Linked DNA regions of Bos taurus: region 1 is linked to region 2. A link is a contact called in public Hi-C data. All regions are on one chromosome and are shown on one strand. Each heading gives the region's core, a stretch centred on a gene start, on an enhancer-like site or on the middle of the called end of the contact. The rest is flanking DNA. Distances are from core to core; before and after follow the strand shown. Region 1 overlaps MAML2 (mastermind like transcriptional coactivator 2). Region 2 holds the start of MAML2 (mastermind like transcriptional coactivator 2).

Evidence for each region. A called contact is a pair of places that touch in the nucleus more often than the background predicts.
Region 1: a contact with region 2 is called in a Hi-C map of blood, with 2.4 times the contacts expected there. The contact joins the enhancer-like site here to the promoter of MAML2 in region 2. A contact is called at or near these places in 2 of 11 Hi-C or Micro-C datasets (blood and skin fibroblasts).

The regions. Positions count from the first base shown.
Region 1 is chr15:13,992,520-13,998,140 of ARS-UCD2.0, forward strand. All of the region lies in intron 1 of MAML2 (mastermind like transcriptional coactivator 2), which reads left to right. Among named protein-coding and RNA genes, the nearest start is that of MIR1260B, 110 kb to the left of the region's middle. Within about 2 kb of position 3,257, at least 95 of the 102 cell types and tissues checked have an H3K27ac peak or open chromatin away from gene starts, as enhancers often do. A contact at or near this core is called in blood and skin fibroblasts, where this site is marked.
Region 2 is chr15:13,884,468-13,890,178 of ARS-UCD2.0, forward strand. It overlaps MAML2 (mastermind like transcriptional coactivator 2), which reads left to right and starts at 3,570. Exons shown (of 5, transcript NM_001098050.1): 1 at 3,570-4,305. The coding sequence starts at 3,787. It overlaps MIR1260B (microRNA mir-1260b), which reads right to left and starts at 4,255; the gene lies at 4,156-4,255.

The DNA of each region.
Region 1 (5,621 bases), core at 2,007-4,506, 110 kb after region 2:
CCATCTCTCTCTTTACTTAGAAGTCATCAGACTGTTTACTGAGGTTTATTCTTTTTGCACGGTCTGAATCTGATATATACTTGTCAGGACACAGTGGTGTGTTGAGCTGACTCTGTGTTTGTTGGAGCCCAGGAAGATGTTAATGAGGGCTCTCTGTTCTCTGCTTGTAACCTGAAGCTGCCAGTCAACAGAACAAATCAGAGGTTTCCAGCAGCACATTGAGGTCCTTATGTAAGGCAAATCACACGCAATTTTTGTCTTTGCAGAATTTCTTTCTGTATAATTATTCTTTTGATCATGCTACACATGAAAAGAAAAGCAACTGGGGGTATGAATCATGTCCTTGTTTTACTTGGAATTCAGAACTGAGACAGGGTGAAGAGTCTGAGAATTGCTGGTCTGAGGAGGTGGTTCTCCGTTCTTAATCGACAAACTGGGTGCATGTCCTTCCTGCACGGTGTCCTCAGAGCAGACTTACCCCCTTGAACCCCCCTCTCTCAGCCATCTTGCGTAGCTCCATTCCTGGGTGTGATGCTGAAGGGAGTATAGTCCGAACTTTCTCTACTGTGCATGTGGGAGTGCTTCCTTGTTCCTCAGCAAATAAGTTAGGGCCACTGGACTGCATTCGGACTCTTAATGAAATGTCTCAGGAATTTTCTCACTGGTTTGATATTAAAGGGATTGAGTGCTTAATCTGTACTGTGCCTTCGACTGCTTTTGGAATTAGTGGTTTACAAGGGGAGTTTGTGGACAACAGGAGTGGAGTTCACAAGTCCTCTGCTGTCTTGATGCCTTCCTTGACACCCGGACAGGATGGATCGCTTGAGCCCTGGTGCTCTCGTTGTATTTTGCACGTATTTCCCCCGCGTCCCTGAACTCGAAGTCCCTTTCGGAACTTCACGATTTTGCATCTGATGCTTCTTTGACCTTCCCCACCTGTAAATATCTGCTTATCCCTCAAAATCCAATAAATATTTGCGGAATGGATAAATGAGATGCTTTGTAGAGGAGAAGGCCATCCCTGAATTAGTCACTTTTTCTTATGAGTCCCACACACTTGGGTTATGCTTCATTTGGGGCACTTATCCGGTTCTTAAGATGAATTTACTTCTGGGTCTCTCAGGAACTCTCTCCAGTATAGGGCTGTTTTATGTACTTTTGTGTTTTTAGTGCTTAGCATAGTTAGTACATGGTGATGTGATGAGCCCTCACATTTTTGTTGAATGTGACATGCAAAGAATTAAGCATGATAGTGTGATTGACGTGCATATAGAAATAGTTGAATTGGACCACACTTTTATAGCCCATGCAAGGTCGTATTGAAAGTAAATCAACCAACTTGATGCATTTCAGATGAAATATCAAAACAAAGATGTATTGGCTTTAGCCCAAAGCAGAAGTTTATATAAAGGATGTAACCTTTTGCCCACCACACCCAGGAATTAAACTAAAAAGAAATCTAAAAATCCATTTATAGGTAATTTCTACTTGAAGCTTATAGGTATGAAAACAGATTTATTTAAAGTTTAATAACCAAATTTCATGTGGGTTCTTGTTTGGGAAAACTTTCACATGACATTAATATGCCGTAAATTGTGATTTACAAAAACATTCTCACATCCTGTCTGGGGTGAGATTGTAATTTGTCCGATGAACTTTCCACTGAAAAAGAAAATGGCAAAACTGACAAACTAATCTAGCTATGCACGTTTTGTTTTGGAAACTTGCTATTCCCAAATGTTCCCTGAATTTATTTTTGAAAATTCTTTGGGAAATTCAAGGGAAAAAATTGGTCTTTTGAGAAATACCTTGAATGTTAGATTTTGTATGTCAAAGGAGTATTGGATTTCTTGTTAGCAGGTTTTTGTTTTTTTGTTTTTTTTTTTGACCTTTTGCTTTTTTTTTCTTGTACTATTTATTGTTTCTACTATTTAGTAGGTATGTATTTTATTCTGATGTCTGAACTTTTAAAATATACTGTGTTTCCTATGTTTCAATTTGATAAAATAGATGTATAAGTTTAAAAAAATGTTTTGTGTATGTCTTATCTATTTGATTGAATGCGTCTTCCAGATAATAGACATTTCATATTGGATGGATGGATGGGTGGTTGCTTTGAGTGCAGGTGGATAGGTACAAGTCACAGCTTTGCTACATACTAACTCTGTGGACTACAGCAAATTAAAGATATAAACCTCTGTTTCTTCAAATGTGCATAATCATAGTTCTAGACGGGGTTGTGGAGATTAAAATAAATTATGCATGTAAAGAACTTTGTATCACAGTTGGCACATGGTGAGGGCTCAGAAATATTAGCTGTTGTTATTACTCATATTAACATAAGAATACATGGCTTTAACCACATAACCCATTTTTTTTTAAGAGTAAATTGTTACAACATGTAAGAATTATGAATGTATTGACTGTAGCAGATTTGATACCAGTAATTTTCTAATCACTATTGCTCAAATTCTTCCATCCATAGGAACAGGGAAGGGTAAAAGAACCGGAAGCTTCTTTATCTAATTTTAGAATTACAAGCATAGCTTAGATATGAAAACATTCAAAAGCTTTACTATGATACAACAGCTGGTTGTATTATGTACCATGCCTTATTAAAGCAGCATCATTTCGTGCAGTTTAAAATGTTTATAAATTCTAGGTAAGCATTCTTAAAATAGGTCTTTCCCTCTAGGGTGACACCGAGATTCCCAAAAAGGGTGATAATATTTTATTAATAAAAGATCTTTAATGGGGTTGCGATCATTAGGCAGCATTGCCCTCAGATTGTACAAACTTTCACCTAGCCTTCTCTAGAGGAAGAACCAGCCTGATTTTTTTAGGCAAAAGAGTTAGTCACTGAGGTCTGCTCTAATTCCGTTTTCCCAAAGAGAAGCCTGCGCAGAAGGAGGGCGCGCAGGCAACCGGAGGGGTTAGGTCGCGCTCAGCGCAGGCTGGCTGTTCCAAGGGCACTGTCCGCTTTCCCCCTGACTTGCACGGCCGGGCACCTCTTCTCGGCGGCCTGGGGGCCCCCCAGCCCCAGGCTGATGCCAACGGGCGGTAGGCTCCTCGGCCGAAGCTCTGCTAGGCCCGCGCGCCGCGGCTGGGCTGCCTCCCGGCGCGCGCGTACACACGCGCAGCTTGTTTGGAACTTGAGCAACGCCTCCTGTTTTCTTTCCACCCTATTTCTGTTTGTGCAGAGCTGGCCTTTTCTGGCAGGAAGTGCCAGCCATTTAAGGAGTGCAGGCGATTCCCGACAGCCGGCCCCCTCCCCCGCCGGGCCGCCTTGCTCCCAGCTAATTGGCCTGGAGACCGACCGGGCTTAGCCCTGCGAAGGTTCGCATTTTAAAAATGTCTTCTTTTGTCAGCTTGAGATTTTCCAGCATTTAAAAGCGGAAAGGAAGCGAGGAATACAAGGAAGCTATTAAAGATATATTAAATAAACTCTACTGGGAGCAAGCGTGTGTTTAAGAGAAAATCTGTAACTTTTGCAAGGGAACTTTTGGTGATTGCTTATTATTTTAACAAAGAGGGAGGGAAGGAGGGACAGAGAGAGTTGGTTTTGTCCCTGAACTGGAGAAGCAGATGTTTAAAGGAGAGGGGCAGGAAGCAGCTCTGACAAATTAAAGGATTTTTGATTGAGTTCATGAGCTAAAGTTTCCTGCCAGTAATTCATTCAACCCTAGGCTACATAAAAGAAAAACCCTCATAATTGAATTTTAATCGCCCAACTTTTTAACATACAACCAGAACAGTCAAGTAGAGCTGCCACAGGTAAAACAGAAATAACGCTGTAAACTGATCGTAGATGATTATTTATTGGCAGTTTTTAAAAAATTATGATCTCCTTTGCTTCATACTGCTCCTCCTTTTATGGGTGCCTGTGGACCAGAGGCTATCCTTACAGTCTGTGTAAGTTAAAATCCTTTGTGCAGACTTTTTTTTTTTTCTTTAAGCTGTTTTGTGAGCAGGTGCAGATGGCTTTCATGATCTGAGCCAATTGAAATGTTCTGTTTCAGCCTGCAGAAACTGAGGTTTTAAAAAAATGAAACAACCGCGTTTTGTGCTGTATCTATAATTCAGCTGGAAAATGTGTTCTCCATTTTATGATGAAATCTGCCACTTCTGTTTCTTCTCTTAATGAATTTGGTTTGTTTACAGCCTTAAGGAAATCTTGTCACTAAAAGCCACCCTCAACATGCCTGCAGTATTTTTCGGTCTGATGATTTCACAACCAGGGCCATTGCAAAATAAGAGTAAATGGGTTTTTTTTTTTTTTTTAATCCCTGGAGATTTTTAAGAACTTTTTTTTCCTTTCTTTTTTCTTCACAGTAAACAGTTTCAGGAAAACTTGGAAACATTTGAGACTTCTGTACCTTTTCGTAAATATAATATTAAATAAGCCAGTTTTCTTAGTGAAGTCTTAGAGTCTTATACCAAGTGCAGAAAGTAGGGAGTCCATGCATCCTAAAAACTCTAGGTTTGGTGCTTGCAGTAATGAGTCCTCCCACAAAACAAAGTCAAGAGCAAATTAACTCCTCTGGAATACAGAAGGTTCTGTGGCCCTCACTGGTGATAAGCCACAGCTCTGTACTCAGGCACACTCATATGGGCAGGCCATAAACCAAATGGCCATAGCCAAAATCCAGAAGCACAGAATGGGCTGCACCTTGAACTGAACAGACCCAAATGTCAAACTGTAACTGAACCAAAACATGTCCATAAGAAGGCCTGATGAACTAGTTTAAACCAGCATGATACTTACGTACTTTCTAACATGACTGAACAAAGCCAAACTAGAACTTCAAAAAAATTCCACAGACTTAGCTTGAAACAAACCAAGAGCTCATTGGTCTGGATCTGTGTTCCTGTGTTGTTTACGGGATCCCAGCTAGAAATGAAGGGTTTGGATCCTGCTCTGATATCGACCCTCAGGATAATGACTGATCCGAGGCTACCAACTCAGGAAAGAAGTGTTAAGGGGCAATACCTGGTATGTTGTCAGTGAAACAGAAAAATCACTCAGTTGTGTCTGACTCTGCGACCCCATGGACTACACAGTCCATGGAATTCTCCAGGCTAGAATACTGGAATGGGTAGCCTTTCCCTTCTCCAGGGGATCTTTCCCAACCCAGGGATCAAACCCAGGTCTCCCACATTGCAGGCAGATTCTTTACCAGCTGAGCCACAAGGGAGGCCCTGAGATACAAACCCCAAAGGACAATGTTTCTCACCCTTGGTGCAACTGAGAGTTTGGACTGGATAATTTCCTTTGGTTTGGAGGCGGGAGGGGCGGCAGGGAGGGCTGTCCTGTGCATTGTAAGATGTTTAGCACCATCTCTGAACTCTACCAACTAGATGGACTAGATTCGAGTTTGGCATTGTCAAATATCTGGGGTGGGCAGTGAATTGCCACCTGCTGGGAACCACTGCAGTAGTCATCAACGTTGTTTCCAAAATGCTGTTGTATCAGTTGTATTGACTGTATTAATATCCAGGAGATATTGGAAAGAAAAGGTGTACATATTTATCTGCCCAGAAGGATCATCTAATAGATGTTTGTCCTTCGTTCAGAGCCGGTTTCTCTACTACAGCAAGAAGCCCTTTATGTTAGAAGCTAA
Region 2 (5,711 bases), core at 2,320-4,819:
AGCTTACAAGTCTCACATACCTATGAAGTTTTGAGATCTTGACATTTATCACTATAGCATTAAATGCTTTATGTTAGGTAGCTATGAACAGTAAAGATGATGAGGAAGACAGATGGACAAATAAAAAGGAACTAATGCTTTAAAAAAAACTCATAGGGCCCTTACAGAAGCTTTAGAGATATAACAGGGAACAGTTCCATAAAAGGGGAAGACAAGGAAAAAAGAAATGTTTATTTTATTGGCAGCTGGATATAATTGAGCATATTTTCTCACTTGTCTGCTCTCATACTCAAATGAGTAGTTCTATTCACTACTCATTTCTTGGAGGTATTATAGGACTTGCTTAGACTCCAGCATGTTGATTGAGGTGTAATTGCAGCCCTGGAGCTATTCTGGGTATAGTCTGGTTTCCCTGTAACTCTTTGCACCCTTGATACTGAAGCAGCAAGTCCAGTGGTTAAGAAAGGTTAGGTTTGAAATCAGGCTTGAGTTCAAGTCCTGATCTGTTACTTCCTAGTTAGTTTAAATAGTTTATTTTCAATAAGCCTCAGTTTCCTCATTTATAAAGGGTTAATAATTCCTGTCCCTCAGGATTGTTGGTGGATTGGAGGGAGATATGCAAAGTACTGTGCCTGAAACAGTGACTAAATAAGTAGTAATGATGTGAATGGAAATGAGGTGGTGGATGATAATGATGTCGGCTTGAATTTAAATGGCTGTAAAGGGCAAATGTGTACAAAAGACTGTAAAGGAGTGTCCTACATCACTAGAATATAGTAGGAAAATTCATAAAATTGTTGCTGGACAAGTTTTTAAGGTGTGTTCTTGTCTAGCTTAGAAATAAAAGTTTATATCATTTAGAAATAGCAGCTTTGACCAAAAACTGTGTTACTTGTCAAAATCCATGCTACTGCAGAAGTGTAGCGTGAACAGTGTTTACATTTATTAAAGTTTTTCTCTTTTATCAAGTATGATTGCTGAATATAAAGTGCTGATAGTAACAGAAGATAATGTATAATGAATACACCTTTTAAAAACCAAGTCTGAAATGATCAGAACTCCTTCACTTTTTAATGACACTTCATGAGAGAGTTCTCCTTTCAGATTTGCATACCTAAAAAAGATATTTCTGCCTTTCTCCATGAGTGATGACGAACTTAGCCTTGGAAGGGACAGACAGCAGTATGTTCCAATGAAAAGTTAAAAGTTACATTCCATCAGAATGCACTTGTCCCAAATTCCAAAATAACATTCTAGAATTCGTGAAAATAAAATGAACTAATGTAGGCCAGCCTATCGAGAACTAAACTGTAGATAAATCCAGTCTTAAAGTGTTTGCACTGATCTTACTCATTTCTGTCCACAGCTCAGTTTGAAGCAGGACCTTGTCACTGAGATGCCAGAGGTGGTTTAAATTAACAAAGCCCCATTGCTTGACACCTCAAATCCAAATGACTTCCACATGAGCATAACAGACTATATGGTCCTGACTAGAACAATATTGTGCTCACTTTAGTTTATCCTCCATAATTGGTAATCGGCAGAATCCAACATGCATTTTGAGAGCTTAAAGGTAGGATTATCTGAAGATGAGGAGACAACAATGTGTGTCAGAGATCTATTTGTTTTGTGTTAGTGAACTTGAAACTGGACTTCTGTATAATGATTTTCCTCGTTGTATATGTAAACAGACTACCGAGAAGGCCCCAGATCTTGCATTAGGTTTGTCATAGGGAATCTTGTATTTTCAGAAAAATCTGTTGTGTTTTTTTTCTTTCTGAGAACTGGTATTTGTAATTTCATCGTGGTAGAATATTTTAGTTATTTTTACTGATATGCTTGTGATCCCAGATTGACTTAACCAGAGACAGACAAAACAGGCTAGCAGGTAGACAGACTCGCCTGCCCTTTAGGAGCTAACGATGTTAATTTCTTCTCTGCACCCACTCCTCCGTTTCTCCCAATACGCACACACCCTACGCCTCCCTTTCTGACACCCAGGAACATTTCCTCCGTGTTCACCTAACTCTCGCTAGAGTGCTCAGGGGTGTCATTGACAACATACTGAAAAATGAAAGTGATATCCTCGGGGGGTGGAGAGGGGAAAGCGTAACGGAGATCTGGCAGGGAAAATACATCCCCTGGCCGGGAATTTCTGCACCATTTCGGGCTGGTGAAGTAGTCGGGTAGAGGTTGGGGAATTTCCCCAACGTCCCGCCCTCCTGCCCGAGCCGAGCCGGAGTGCGAGCTGCGCGCGCCGACGCCGAGATGCACAGGCTTCGGGATCCTCCACTTCTTGCCGCTGGGAGGCCCTCTGCGTTCCCCTTTCCCCGCGCCGGCCGCCTTGCTCGCCCGTGCAGTGGCACCCGCCTTCCACCAGGGAGCCTCGGGCGAGCGCTCCCCCGCCCTCCGCCCCCCACCCCCCTGCAGCTCGCTGGCTCTCTCTTTCTCCCTCTGTCTCACTCTCTCTCTTTCTCTCCCTCTCCTATCGGAGCACAATGAAAGCCTGTGTATCGCCGTGACTCCGGGCGGCGGAGCCAGTGTCAGCCCAGCGGCGAACAACAGACGGGAAAAAGAGAAAGGAAAAGACCGGCTACTTTCTTTTCCATCTCTCAAAGCGGAGCAATCCAAGAGATAGAACCACATTGCTTATTGCGAGTCCAGACCCTCAGATCCACTGGCCGGGGATGGAATGTACAAAAGTGGACAGAAAAGTGGCTGGACATGACTCGGTGCAATTTGCTGGAAGTTTGTAAGTTTGACCATCGTTTGTAAATTACTCTCGGAAGAGTTTGTCTCTCTTGATACTGTATTAGAATCGAGCCGGGGGTGAGGACTAGAAACGTAAGCGGGAAAGAAGAAGGAAAAAAAAATATGTTGAAGGATCTCTCTCTCAGTGGCTAGTGACTTCAGACTGCTTTCATTTAAGGCTGGGAAACCTTAGAGGGAATGAGGATTTTACCGGTGATTGGATTAGCTGAAGAAAAAAGCATGGTCCAGAAGTCCAATTACTGACATTAACAATTGAAAAGCTGTCTCCCTCTTTGGGGAGAAGACCACATCCTACAGCACCCCCAAAGAGGAGAAAACACCGGAGCAAAGGGAAAGGGAGGAAAAATTAAAAGCCAAAAGACAGTCTCTGTTTGATTTTTGTACGTTTTGAACATTGACTTCAAAAAGCTTCTGAAACAGCACTTTAAAAAAAAAAAAATTGAGGAAAAGTAAAGGCCGTGGGTTACAGAGAGCATGGTAGATATGGGTTCCTCTGCAGAAACATCCCCATAAAAGAATCTTCGGAAACAACTAGGTGAGGGGGGGAGTCCAGCTCTCTATTAATACCTCTCACAATTCCCTTTGCTGTCTGTTCCTGTCTCTTGCTTGACAATCCCTGAATTCTTGCTCTAACCCCCAGATCGTGTGTTTACAAAGTACCTAGTGGCTCTTGTCAGCTTGGTGGGTGGGGGGGGCGGGGGAATCCCCACTAACTCTCTCCAACTTCTCCAGAGCTGTCAAATACAATTAGAGCAAGTTGATCAGGGTTTGTTTCCAACTTATCCTCTGCCATTGGTTTCTGTTCTTCCTCCTCACCCTCTTTTTACTCACTCCCCTCCCCCATACCTTCTCCACTACGCACCCCCCCACACCGCCCCCAGCCTCTGAAGACCTCTATTCATGTGGTCCTGAGCTCTGAGCGCACATTGTCAAAAGCAGATTTGCCTGTGCTAACCGGCTATAGCCTCCCACCACCTCACCATCCCACGGGCAGCAATCATTGTGTCCAGTAAGATGGGGGACACAGCGCCCCCGCAGGCCCCCACGGGAGGGCTAGGGGGGGCCCCCGGGGCGGGGCTCCTTGGAGGGGGCTCGGTCACCCCGAGAGTGCACAGTGCCATCGTGGAGCGCCTTCGAGCTCGCATCGCCGTCTGCCGCCAGCACCACCTGAGCTGTGAAGGACGCTACGAACGGGGTAGGGCCGAGAGCTCGGACCGGGAAAGAGAGAGTACCTTGCAGCTCCTGAGCCTCGTCCAGCACGGCCAGGGGGCCAGGAAGGCCGGCAAGCACACCAAGGCCACTGCCTCCACTGCCACCGCGACAGCCCCTCCGCCGGCGCCCGCCGCCCCTCCGACGGCTTCCCAGACGGCAGCGCCCGCGGCCCCAGCGCCCCCGCCGGACTATCATCATCACCACCAGCAGCACCTGCGGAGCAGTAGCAGCAGTGGTGGCAGTGGTGGGATCGATGGCGAGCAGCAGCAACAGCCACCGGCTTCCACCCCAGGGGACCAGAGGAACTCGGCCCTCATTGCGGTAAGACACCTGGTTTTCTCCTCATTCTGTCGGTGGTCTTGTGGCCTTCGGTCAGGGCGGACGCTGGTCTCGGCCTGATGCCGAGTGGAAGACAGTGCGGAGGGCTGCGGTGCCACCTGACCACCCCAAAGGCCGTTGGGCGTCTGGTTGGTGCTGTGTTGTTAAACCCTTCTCCTCAAGTTCTGCGGTTGCTTGTGCATTGGTTTTCCTCCACCTGTAGAGTATTTCTTAAAGGGTAAGAAACTTGAGTTTCCCAGAGTTTTCTCTGGGGTCGGCAGACTGCAGAAAGGTTGGCTCCAAGCTGCAAGATCTGAGCCACTGAAGAAGGCCTTGCCTCAAGGAACCTCTCGCTTTGGCAGGCCAGCGCTGATTAGGCCCAACAAGCCATGCTTAGCCTGAAAGCGTTTGTTTAGCAGCCAGTCCAGCTGACCTTTAGCCAAGCCTTTTCCTTCTTGTCCCATTTCCCTTTCCTTCTTTGAAGTGGCCCCTTCTCCTTGGGTCAAGAGAACACAAGTGGTCATCCCTAACAGAGAAAGTTCCCTAAGCGCCCCCTCACTCAAAAACTTGGGGAATTCTCCCCAAGACGGGTGAGGGAATGTTTTTGAGAGGCCTGCTCCCTGGTTTCCTACAGACTCCCCCACTGTCCCCACCTAGCTTCTTTCCGCAGGCACTGCAATCAGAGAGTGCTGACTTGCAGCCTTCAGTAAAGTGTGCAGGCACCAAGGGGCTGTTTCCAGTTTTTCGTCCTAGAAAGTGCCTTGTCCTCTGCCACTCCTGGCGACAGAGTACCCGACCTGAGAGTTGTGATTAGGCTTCTGGCTGGAAGTTCTTCCTCAGAGGCGCAGACACACCCCACCCCAAAGGGAGTAGTCCTTGACTCATTGGTTTCTGATGCCAGTCCTGGTCAGGTGATCGCCTGGCCTGTGCGGGCTTTCCCCCCAAAGCTGCTGGGGCCATGGCCTCTGGGTAGAAGGTGGAGCCCCGCAGCCCTGTGGCCCTGCAAGCTTCCTCCGTTTCTGAGTTCCTTGGGGCTTCAGAAGTCCCGTGTCCACTCGCGGAACAGCTCCCATGTGCCCAAGCCAGCCCTAATGAAAGTCAGCAACAGGAAATGGCCATCCAAGCTGAAATGTCCTCAAAAAGCCCAAAGGAGAGGAAGGCACTGGGTCGAACTCTTTCTTGGAGGGAGCTTGAGAAGGAGCTCTGGGGAGAGAGCATCCTCTAGCCAGGCCCCTGGAAGCTTCTCTGTGGTTCCTCCGTATCCCTGGCCTGGGTCTCTGGTGGTGAAGTTTCTAGAAAGTCTGGGGGCTGAATTGGTTCTGTTCTGTTCCACCACACACACACATTTTGCCTGGGATGCCTAGAACTGCAACTTCCTGGTGCCAATTCCAGATGAGAGATAACAGCTA